Regions from separate parts of the Rattus norvegicus genome. Here region 1 is linked to region 2. A link is a contact called in public Hi-C data. All regions are on one chromosome and are shown on one strand. Each heading gives the region's core, a stretch centred on a gene start, on an enhancer-like site or on the middle of the called end of the contact. The rest is flanking DNA. Distances are from core to core; before and after follow the strand shown.

What was found. Hi-C and Micro-C count contacts between places; a contact is called where the count stands out from the background.
Region 1: a contact with region 2 is called in a Hi-C map of hepatocytes, with 2.0 times the contacts expected there. The contact joins the promoter of Rimbp3 here to the enhancer-like site in region 2. A contact is called at or near these places in 6 of 12 Hi-C or Micro-C datasets (the A7r5 cell line, frontal cortex, hepatocytes and 3 more).

Annotation. Positions count from the first base shown.
Region 1 is chr11:97,290,547-97,296,067 of GRCr8, forward strand. Rimbp3 (RIMS binding protein 3) reads right to left here and starts at 3,070. Exons shown (of 1, transcript NM_001408780.1): 1 at 1-3,070. The coding sequence starts at 2,761. It also overlaps a transcript of Hic2 not described here.
Region 2 is chr11:97,249,896-97,255,351 of GRCr8, forward strand. All of the region lies in intron 1 of Hic2 (HIC ZBTB transcriptional repressor 2), which reads right to left. Among named protein-coding and RNA genes, the nearest start is that of Hic2, 19 kb to the right of the region's middle. Within about 2 kb of position 2,921, at least 8 of the 93 cell types and tissues checked have an H3K27ac peak or open chromatin away from gene starts, as enhancers often do. A contact at or near this core is called in hepatocytes, where this site is marked.

The DNA.
Region 1 (5,521 bases), core at 1,820-4,319, 41 kb after region 2:
AGCTGCCTTTCTTCAAGGCTTTGCTGTGCTCAGCTGGAAGTGAAGTGGGACCAGCACCAGGGGACTTGAGGAATAGGTGGCTCAGGATAGGGCTTCCTGAAATCGGTTCCACTAAGTTGGAGGGGACAAGCCCTCGCTGTCCGTTCACAAGCTCCCCCTCGTAGAAGCCATCCTCATCCACATCCCCAAAGACATAGACATAATCCCCAGCTGTGAGGGGCAGCTCGTCATGAGAACGCTCACTAGGCCCTTCAAACGGATTGTGGCTATATCTAGCCAGGAAGATCTTGAGCTTTGGAACAATGGGAGCCTCGAGGCTCCTCATTTCTAGGGGAGTGGACATACTGTCTGGTTCTAAATCATCCACTTCACTCGCAGTGTCCATGTCCAGAGAGAGGCAAGATGGCACTGTCGCCCACATGGACTCTACCTCCGAGGAGGAATTTGACTGTGAACTGGTTTTCTTGGCTTGGAGCTTGGAGTCCAGAGACTGACTGGATGGGTTTCTGTCTGACACTTGGGAGGCAGCAGCTGGCTCCCCAAGGGCAACTGGGTTCTCCTGCTGGGAGAGACAAGCAGGAGGTTGTATGTCCCTGGTAGGCAGTGGCAATATATATTCTTCGGATTTTGTCTTGAACTTCAGTCTCCTGCTATCTCTGACTTGGGACTCTGAAGCTTGGGTGGTCTCTGATGACTCTGACGGGTGGCCAGGCTGAAACTGCAACCCCTGCATCTCTTTCCCAGAAATCCTAAGGTCACTTGGGGTTTTATTCTGGTACTGCTGCAGCTGCTGCCGCCTGTCTTGCGCATATCCCTCTTGTTGCAGCAGCTGCTCAGCCAGCAGGCCAGTGGCTTCGAGTTCCTGCCTCTGCCTCGCGTGACTTTGCTGCCGGGAAACATTGCTGTTCTCATCTGCCATTTTCTTCATCCAGTTGGCCAGGGCCTGCAACCGCGCGTTCTCCTCTGACAGCCTGGCGCCCTTATGCAGCGCGGCTTGCAGTTGTGCCTCTGTCTCCTCGTAGCGCCGCTCAGCAGCAGCTGCCTGAACACTCAGTTCCTCGCATTCCCGCCGCTGTAAACCCAGCTCGCGTTCCAGAGCCTGCACCTGGTGCCGAGCTATCTCCGAGGGTGCGCTGGGGCTGCCTGTGTCCGCCCAGGCGCCAGCTTTACTTTGATGTAGAGTCAACTGTCTTTGTAGGCGCAGCACTTCCCGCTGAGACTCACGCTGAAGCCGGTCCAAGTCACTGATGTTGCACCATTGCGCGCAGGTGGCGCCCTCTTCAGGATGCGAGGAGCTGCCAAGGTCCGCGGCGATACGCGCCTGTAGCAGGTGGCACTCCCGCCTCAAAGCTTCGATCTGCAGGTCCTTGGCTTGCAGCGCGCCAGCCTGTTCTGACAGGTCCTGAGCACGCTGGCAGGTAAACACTTGGCCCAGATCCAGACCTTCGAGGCTCTCACCTGGCATTGGAGCACTCATGGCCCTCAGGTTGGTCTCCTGCAGCTTGCGGGCCCTATCTTCAAGGCGCTGAGCGAGATCGGTCAGCTCTGCGTGCTTCACCTTAAGCCATTTCACTTTCTCTCCCGCCTCCTCAGAGAAGCCTGTGCGCCGCAGCTGCAAGTTTTCTTCGCGTAGGTCACAGCAGCGGCGAACTAGCACCTGTAAGGCCTCTGCCAGCTCCGAGTTCTGCCTCACCAGTTCGTGGTAGTCCAGACCTGGAGATGAAGAGGTCGAGTCTTCGCAGGGCTTGTTCTCAGAGCTTTCTTTCTGCAGGTCATTAGGTTTCCTATGTTTTGATGGTAGCTGAGGCGGCGGCTGAGGACTGGAGGTGTCTGGAATAGAGGCAGTGGTCGAAGGGGCCCTTACCTCGGATTCAGAAGTCTCGGGGCAATTCAGTGTGTTGTCCAGTGAGCAGGAATGTGCTGTTGCCAAGGATTCGAGGGAGCTGGCACGCGTGGGCAGCAGGTCGTTTGGAGAGTGAACCCGGACACCAGTGTTCAGGCTTTCGAGGGATCCGAGTCGACGAGCAGGCTTTGGGGTGCCATCAGTATTGCTCTGGGCTTCTAAGGGTGGCTCTTCCAAGGAATGCGTGGTTTGGGGATCCGCGGGTCCTGGTAAAGCCGGCTGCCAGCGGAAGTGCTCTAGGATGTATTTAAGGAATAGCTGGCGCTCCACGTCTAGCGCCGCCTGCAGGTGGCGGATGCGCGCGGCTTGTTCTCCATCGGTCTCCCAGCGCAGCAGCGCCAGCACTTCCTGCAGGCGGCAGCGGCATTGCGCCGCGGAGGCTTCGGATGCCCCCGAGCGGCTGCAGTAACCGCGGTTCACCAGCTCCTGGGCCAGCTGGCGCTGAAGCTCCCGAGCCTGGCGCAATACAACATCGCGCTCCTGGTGTAGCAACTGCTGCAGCTGCCGCAACTCTGCCTCCTTCCAGCGCAGCAGCTGCCGGATCTCGGCCTCGCGCTCGCGCTGCACCTCCTCCTGCAGCTGCCGCAGCTCCCGGAGGCGTCGTGCCTCCCACTTGGAGCGCAGATGGTCAGCCAGCTGCTGCCGCTCCTGCTCGGCCGCCTCCCGCAGCTGGCGCGTCTGGGTAGCGAAACGCCTCCGTTCCGACCGGCCGCGCGCGCGCTCGCCCTCCAGCTCTGCCCGCAGTTTTTCTAGCTCTCGCCTCTGCTCCTCCAGCACTGCGGCCGCTGGGCCGGGGCTGCCTGGCTTCTTGGGCGACGCGCGGCCACCACCCAAGGGGGTGGGTGAATCCTTTGTCATTGTGGCCGCAGCCCGGCAAGAAGCCAGAGATAGCTTGGTATTGGTAGGCCAGTTAGCCAACGGCCTCCGCCCCCGGCCGCTGCCAACCGCCCCACGCGCCCCTTCCGGCGCCCCTAGGTGCCCTCCGCGCGCCTCTTCCGCCTTGGGGGTGATCTCCCTTATAACCTGCCGCCTCTCCACAGACTGAGCGCCTTTTGCCTCTTCCTAGACTTTTGAGACCCCTTTCAAACTAGCCTCGGAAGTTCCCCTGACACCCTGGACATATTTCTGAGCTCACACATACCTGCTTTAGGGCTTTTGTGACCCATTCCACTCTCTCCCTGGCAGTGTGCAATTCTTTCCAGAATTAGATCCCCAGCAGGGTTGCTAGACGATCGCTGCTCCTGGACTGGGTAAAAATGGATTGTGGTCAGATCTCACCTGGCCTACTAGGGTTTCTGGTCGAGTTTTTAAATTAGGCAACAGAGAACTATTACAAGATCTGCTTAAATTTGTGGTTGAGCTCTGACCCAGTGTGGCTATAACTCCTCTGTGCCTACTCTTCCAAGGACCCCAACATGCTTAGCCTTTTCCTATATCAACTGAAACATTTTTGTTTGTTTAAGACAGGGTTTTTTTTTTTCCCGTGTGTGTGTGTGTGTGTGTGTGTGTGTGTGTGTGTGTGTGTGTGTCAGGCTGGCATCAAAATCAGAGATCCACCTGCCTCTGCTTCCCCAGTGCCTGGATTGCAGGAGTTGATCAACATGTCTTGCATCTGAGCCTTTTTAAATTAGCAAGGTGGCAATAACTGAGGATTGATTGCACCCACCTCAAACATGCTAGGCAAATTTTATACCGCTGAGATTCATATTCTATCTCTCTGTCTCTCTCTCCTTTTCCCTGTGTGTGTTTAGTACTAGAGACTGAGCCCAGGGTCGCATATAGTAAGTGACAGGCAAGTACGTTATTCGATATCAGTTCTCAGCCCTTTTAAAAATTTAGGATGTTAAGCTGGGCAGTGGTGGTACATCTCTTTAATCCCACCATTCAAAAGGTAGGCAGAACTCTGATTTCTAGGCCAGCCTGGTCTACAGAGTGAGCCCCAGGACAGCCAAGACTGTTGGGATTCTGTCTAAGCCCCACCCCCACAGCTACCTGGCAACAGTCAGGTATGCTCCACCCCACAGTTACCTGGCAACAGCCAGCTGTGCCTGACTATAAAGGGGGGCTGCTTGTCCCCTCCTCTCCCTCTTACTCTCTCTTGCCCTCCTTCTTCCTCTTCTCTTGCCCTCTTTGTCCCTGTCCGTTCTCTCCTCATCCCCCACCTTCCCTCCACGTGCTCATGGCTGGCCAGCCTTTCCTCTCCTCTCCTCTCCTCTCCTCTCCTCTCCTCTCCTCTCCTCTCCTCTCCTCTCCTCTCCTCTCCTCTCATTAAACCCCTTCGCATGGAACCGTGTTAGCTTGGTGAGCTTTATCCCGCACGAGCTGAGATTTAAACCCCAACATTGGTCCTAACAAAGACTACTTACAAAAACCTGTCTTGAAAAGCAACAACAACAACAACAACAACAACAAAAGCCAAAAAACAAAAAATTTAAGTTTTGTTATTTTGTTCATTTATGTGTTTGTGCCTACCTGAGTTTATGTGCACTGCATGTATGTCTGGTGATCTTTGAGGTCAGAAGAGAGTATCCTGGAATTGGAGCCACAGCTGGTTTTTAGTGGCTATGTGGGTGCCAGGAACCAAACCCATATTCTCTGCAAGATCAGTAAAGCACCCATAACCCCTGAGCCATCTCTCCAGCTCCCCAAAAACATTTTTTTAAAAGAAATATGTAGCACAGTCTGTAGCTCTGGGCGGCCTAGAACTAATGTCTACCAAGGGATCCTATGGAGAGCTTTTGGGGCCACTTGGCAGAAATTTGATATTGTGCCATGACAAGGAAGTAAGCTCAGGCAGAAATCTGATTTTAGACTAGAACAAAGAAGCAATTTCAGGGGCTGGAGAGATGGCTCAGAGGTTAAGAGCACTGTCTGCTCTTCCAGAGGTCCTGAGTTCAATTCCCAGCAACCACATGGTGGCTCACAACCATCCGTATTGAGATCCGTTGCCCTCTTCTGGGCTGCAGGCGTACATTCAGGCAGAAAGCTGTATGATGTATACATAATAAAAAAATTCAAAAAAAGAGAGAAAAATTTAAAAAAAAAAAAGAAGAAGCAGCAAGTTCAGGCAGGAATTGACATTGGGTCAGAAGAAGTAGGCGTCAGGCAAGAATATGACTTTGCGCTAGGACAGGGAAGTAGGCTCAGATATCTTTGTCATTCTGATAATCCCTTAGAAACTGATCACATGACTTTGTTTATTGCTTTGCTCGTTCTTTGACTATTTGTGTTTATTGTCTTACTTGTTTCTCAACCTAAAACTGACCTTATTACTTGCATGTAATTAAAACGGTATAAAAGTAGATTGGGGGGCTGGAGAGATGGCTCAGTGGTTAAGAGCACTGACTGCTCTTCCCGAGGTCCTGAGTTCAAGTCCCAGCAACCACATGGTGGCTCACAACCAACTGTAATAAGATCTGATGCCCTCTTCTGGTGTGTCTGAAGATAGCTACAGTGTACTCATAGATAATAAATAAATACATTTTTTAAAAAAAGTAGATTGGGAAGAAAGAAACCTGCTTTAGCCTCAGAACTGGCTGGGGCCATGCTACAATGTTGTCTACTCTAACTGTCTTTTTCCTTTTAAAGGCTTTTTTTTTTTAAAGATTTATTAATTTA
Region 2 (5,456 bases), core at 1,671-4,170:
AAAAATGACCAGAGAGAGGGGGGTGGGGGTGGGGGGAAGCAGACCTTGTATCAGGTATGAGCAGCTAGATGGCATTATGTAACCCCTAAACCACACTGTACATGCCCCCTGCCTCTAATCCCAGCACTCCCAGAGGCAGATGGGTATCTGTAAATTCAAAGCCAGCCTGCTCTATGTAAGAGGGTTCCTATCTTTAAAAAAGGAAGAAGAAAGAAAAAAAGAAAAAAGGAATTGGGGGGGGCATCTTGGGAGGCTAAAGGCAAGACACAGGTGGCTGTCAGACTAGGGCAAGGCTAGCCATATTTACATAACAAAAGGTCAAAACCAGAGCCACTTGTGGAAGGGCTATTTATAAGAGCCAATCTGACTCCACTGCCTCCTTCCCCTTCTTTCCTCGGCAACAAGGTTCTTCTGTCTACAGGCTCAACCCAGCACAACAGCCAACAGCCCCAGGTGAGGGGCACTCCCAACCACCCCCACTCTGGGTTCTACTGGAGGAGGAATCTTGAGGTTCTGGATCCCTGTACCCCATACAGAACAGCAGCCTGGTATCCCCTGGAACAAGCAGGAGCAGGAGGGGCCTGCAGCAGCCAGGAACCATCTCTGACAGCCTTCCCTTCCCCCACACCATCCCTAGCGCCAGAGGACAGGTCCTCAGGAATGTGACCAGATCTGGAGTATAGACCTTAGGCTGAGAGGCCTCAGTCCTCAGCTTCAGGCTCAGCTGTGTCTCCAGCCCTAGAAGCAGCTCCCATTTCAGAGCAGGCTCATCAACCCAAAGGTCACACAGAACAAAGAACCAGCTCTGGAGCTCCGAGTTTCTCACGAGCTGGTCACCCACGAGGGCAATGGACAGAGACGAACAGTCAAGAAAACTGGCAAAATGAACCAGCGAGCCATTAAACCCAAGTTAGGCAGCCAGACACCTCAGCCTAAACTAGCCTTTTGCCACAGCACTTGCCAAATCCTGATCTCTGTGTTCAAGGCTGACGAAGTCACTCACATCAAGTTCTACAAAAGGCAAACAACATAAGTCAGTGCGGGCTTGCATGGGCAGAATGGGCACACAGCGACACAGACTCTTGTCACTCCTGGCTCCTCTCTCACTGGGCACCACTGCTGGTGTCTCTCCAGAGACAGTCAAAGCAACAACACAACACAACACAGTTCTTCAGGGAGACCCTCCCTTCCCCCACGTACCCACAATCTCAGTATTCAGTAACCCCACTTCCCTGCCTAAACACACTGCATTCAAGTGGCTAATGAAAATGACAGAAGACAGGGTCCGGCTTCCCACTGTCTGTACCACCACCTCCTGACTCCAGAATCCTGCTGAGAAAGCTAGTGTCCAGGAAGCCTCAAGGACAGTGAAGGCTTCTCTTCTCTGTTCCCTACAATGGGACAGGACAGCATTATTATGGCCCAGTCTTAAGAATTGAGAAAGATTTTAAGATAAAAGTGATTCTTGCTTAAGTAGAAAACTGAGAAAGTCTCCACTGTACCCCTTCCAAAAAGTACGCCCAAAATCAGCCCAGACACCCACCTTTCCTAATGCTTCGGTCTCCAGAGGCTCACGGTCAGTACTGGTCTGGTTATGGAGCCTCTTGTGACTCCCTTTACACACCAGGCTGCTAGCCCAGCTTCTAGGATAAGAGGACTCCAGGCCCACAGAGAGAGGCCCAGACTCAGGGTGTGGTTTCAAGCCACATGATACTCCTCACCCTTTCTACTCAATGCCTGATCCCCTCAGGCAGGAATGAACCCTCCTGGAGGCATCCCAGGGCACCTGGACTGGAATTCCTCTGCTTTACACCCAGCCAGGAGGCCTGGTGAAAAGGGGAAAGGCCAGGAAAGGGGGCAAACCCTCACATCCTGCCTTCCCCTTGGCAGCCACTGACTGCTAAGTAGGCATACTTGTGGACTGAGAAAGCTCCTGCCTGGCTCACCCCAAGGAGTTTCTTCCACCACATCCGTCATCCCAAGTGCCATGACCAGGTGAGAGGGCCTGGGTGAGACAGGAACACTGATGAACAAGTCACAACCACTAGGTACCTTCCATACCCCAGAGATTTAAGCACATCCAACTAGAGCCACGTCTGGGCTCACCCCACATGGACTTTCTGAAAGAGACCAAGCAACTGAGGATCTAGAAGATTCCCAATGCCCAGGCCAGGGCCTAACTATGGCAGACACAGTCACAAACTTAAGATTCCATCCAACTGGGGTTGGGGATTTAGCTCAGTGGTAGAGCACTTGCCTAGGAAGCGCAAGGCCCTGGGTTCAGTCCCCAGCTCCAAAAAAAGAACCAAAAAAAAAAAAAAAAAAAAAAAAAAAAAAAAAGATTCCATCCAATTCTGACCTGTCCTGACTCCTCTATGAAACCCTGGCCTTCTACCACAGTCCCTACAAGTTGCCTCTGCCCAAGTAAGACGGGGGGGGGGGGGGGGGGGGGGGGCTGTGCAGTGACTGAACAGGTCTGCCACAGGCTTATGAGTACCATTATCTCTACCTCCAGCTGCAGATAAGGCTCCTTGGGGGTTAAGCAACTTGCCCACAGAAAAGCATACATAGGTAACAGTGAGGATCTAAAACCTGACTTGGGAGGGGGCTGTGGTTAACCTTCCTCTCTCAGAAAGGCCCTCTAACTATAGAGCTGTTTGGGAAACTGGGCTCCTTTCCCTCCCACTCTGGCGGCCTTGAAATCTACCTCACTGGTAGGGTGCTTGCTGGGCTTATGTTAGGCCCTGGGTTCAAACCCAGCATCACAAAACAAAACACCACTTCCCCACCACCTGCCTGCTCTAATGCTCTAACCTCCTCACTGTGAGGGTACAGGTCTATTACCTCCACCAGGAGGGGAAAGTGAGCTGCCATCTAGCCAGCATTAGAGCTGGGCAGGGCTTGCTACTTCTCTAATATTCCTAGCCAGATATGGTGACCTCCTGCCCTTTAGGTTTGGACTTGATAGCGGGTGGGGCTCATTGCTCTGGGCAAGCCCAGCCAAATTATTTAGCCCAGACCTGGATGCTAGCCAGCCACGCCTGGCTCTCTCCCAAACCATCATCCTGGAAAGCAATAGGCACTTCAAATGCCAAGAGCCCAGCCCTCTTCTTGCCAGTTTCTACGAAATGCAATTCTCAGCTTCTACTAAGAACATAGGTGATGTGATCAGAGACCAAGACTAGACTCTTCTTCCTCCTCCTCCTCCTCTTCCAACTCTAAAAGCAGCTCTATAGCACATAGAGGAGAATGAATGAAGCTTTTCCTAGTCTATCCTGAAATGTTTGAGGGCCCTATTAAAACTTCTTGTTGTCTACTCAAAGCTGAGAACTGCCTGGATCCAGACCACCTGCCCAAGCATGCTACTCCCTAGGCAAGTAACCATCACTATAGGTAACCATCACTATAGGTAACCATCACGATAAGAAAGCACAGAGGGCGGGATGCCACAAGGCAGGTCTGGAGAGATGCACAATATAGCACCATCACACCAGACTCTGTGCCCTCAAAAGCACAGCCCCACCTGTTCATCCCCTGTCATGAGAGCCAACAAGAGCTAGAATGAGGATATTCCCTGCTACATCTGCCCTGGTGAGCTCCAATTCTAAGCCACTCTAGTTGAGGACAGATGAATCCCCTTGCAATGAAATAATAATTTGAGCTCATAATGAGTTATTATTTAAACAAAAACATTACTTGCAATACAACAGGAGCTAACAAACAAAGCAAAATCAAGGGAAAAAGATTTCCCCTAGACCATGTAAAAGTGGGACTTCAGGGGCCAGGTGCATGCCTTTGATGCCAGCACAAGGAACAGCAAAGGCACGGAGGTCTCTCGGAGGCCCAGGACAATCAGGGCTACAGTGAGGCCTTGTCTCAAAAGCACAACCCTGTATGGGGTGAGAATGCAGGAGGCAGGACAGGGCAAGTTGAGCGCCACCCACCGTCTCGCCATGCCTCTCCTCCATCTTCCTGCTCCTGAGTATGGTGAGGAGCAGCAGCGGCAGTGCTGTGAGTCTTTGGAACATAGGTACTAAGGCCCACTATACACATGCCACTGAGAATCTACATCCTTCTTAGATTCATTCATTCATTTCATAGGGAGGGGCACATGAGCAGGCCACAGCATATATATGGATATAAGATGACAACTTGTGGAAGCTGGTTCTCTCCTTCAAACACTTGGCTCCCTGGGATCAAACTCAAGACGTTAGGCTTACCGACAAGCACCTTTAACCACCCACCCAAGAGTTCCTGGGTGATGTGGTCCCTGGAGATGTAGCACGCTTCGGTATGAGATGGCCTGGCTAGAGCATGAGCTTCCCACTTCTTAGGAAGCCCAGGGACCTGCGCTCATAACAAGTACTCAGGGACCTGCGCTCATAACAAATACTCAGGGACCTGCGGCAGATGGAAGACAAAGCCTCCAAAGGAAGACGACACATTTCCCAAGTCAGCAAGTCCAAAAGCTGGTGACTGTGTGGGCCTACAAGCTGAAGCCCAGCACCGATACCATGGGCATCCTCGTCTGTGACTGTAACTAAAGATACGGGGTGTTCCTGGGCCATGTGCTCTGTTTAGAGAAGAGGCTCAGGCTGGGGAAATGGCTCAGCACATGCAGTCATGCTTGACCAACTGAGTTTTATAGGCAGGGCCCAAGTGATAGTACAACAATGACTGCTACAAAAACTATCCTCTCGGGGCTGGGGATTTAGCTCAGTGGTAGAACGCTTGCCTAGGAAGCGCAAGGCCCTGGGTTCGGTCCCCAGCTCCAAAAAAAAAAGAACCAAAAAAAAAAAAAAAAAAAAAAAACAAAAAACAAAAAAAACTATCCTCTCACTTACAGATGTACTGTGTACACTTCTGCACAGGCAAGGAGAACACACACGCGCGCACACACACACACATACACACACACACACACACACACAAACACACACGGTCTCACCATGTAGACCTGCCTATCCTAGAACCATGTTAACCATTTAACCAAGCTGGCCTCAAACTCCCAGAGATCCATCCGTCCGCCTGCTTCTGATTCCCAAGTGCTGTGATTGAAGTTGGATTAAAGTCACCAGCACCACCACTGGTTAAACACATGTTTTTTTTTAGGGGTTGGGGATTGAGCTCAGTGGTAGAGCGCTTGCCTAGCAAGCGCAAGGCCCTGGGTTCGGTCCCCAGCTCCAAAAAAAAAGAACCAAAAAAAAAAAAAAAAAAAAAAAACAAACAAACAAAAAAAAAAAAAAACCACATGTTTTTAAAAGGAGAAAGAAAAGAGGCTGTGCAGGCAAGGGAGTGCAGTTCACTGGTACAGGACATGCCTGGCATGAAAGAAACTGTGAGTTCCATCTCCAGCACTAAAACAAGAAGTAAAGGACAGCAGGACAGCACAGTGTGAGTAGGAATTCCACAGGCAAGGAGTCGAAAGGGCACCAGGAAGCCCGGGCCACCCAGCT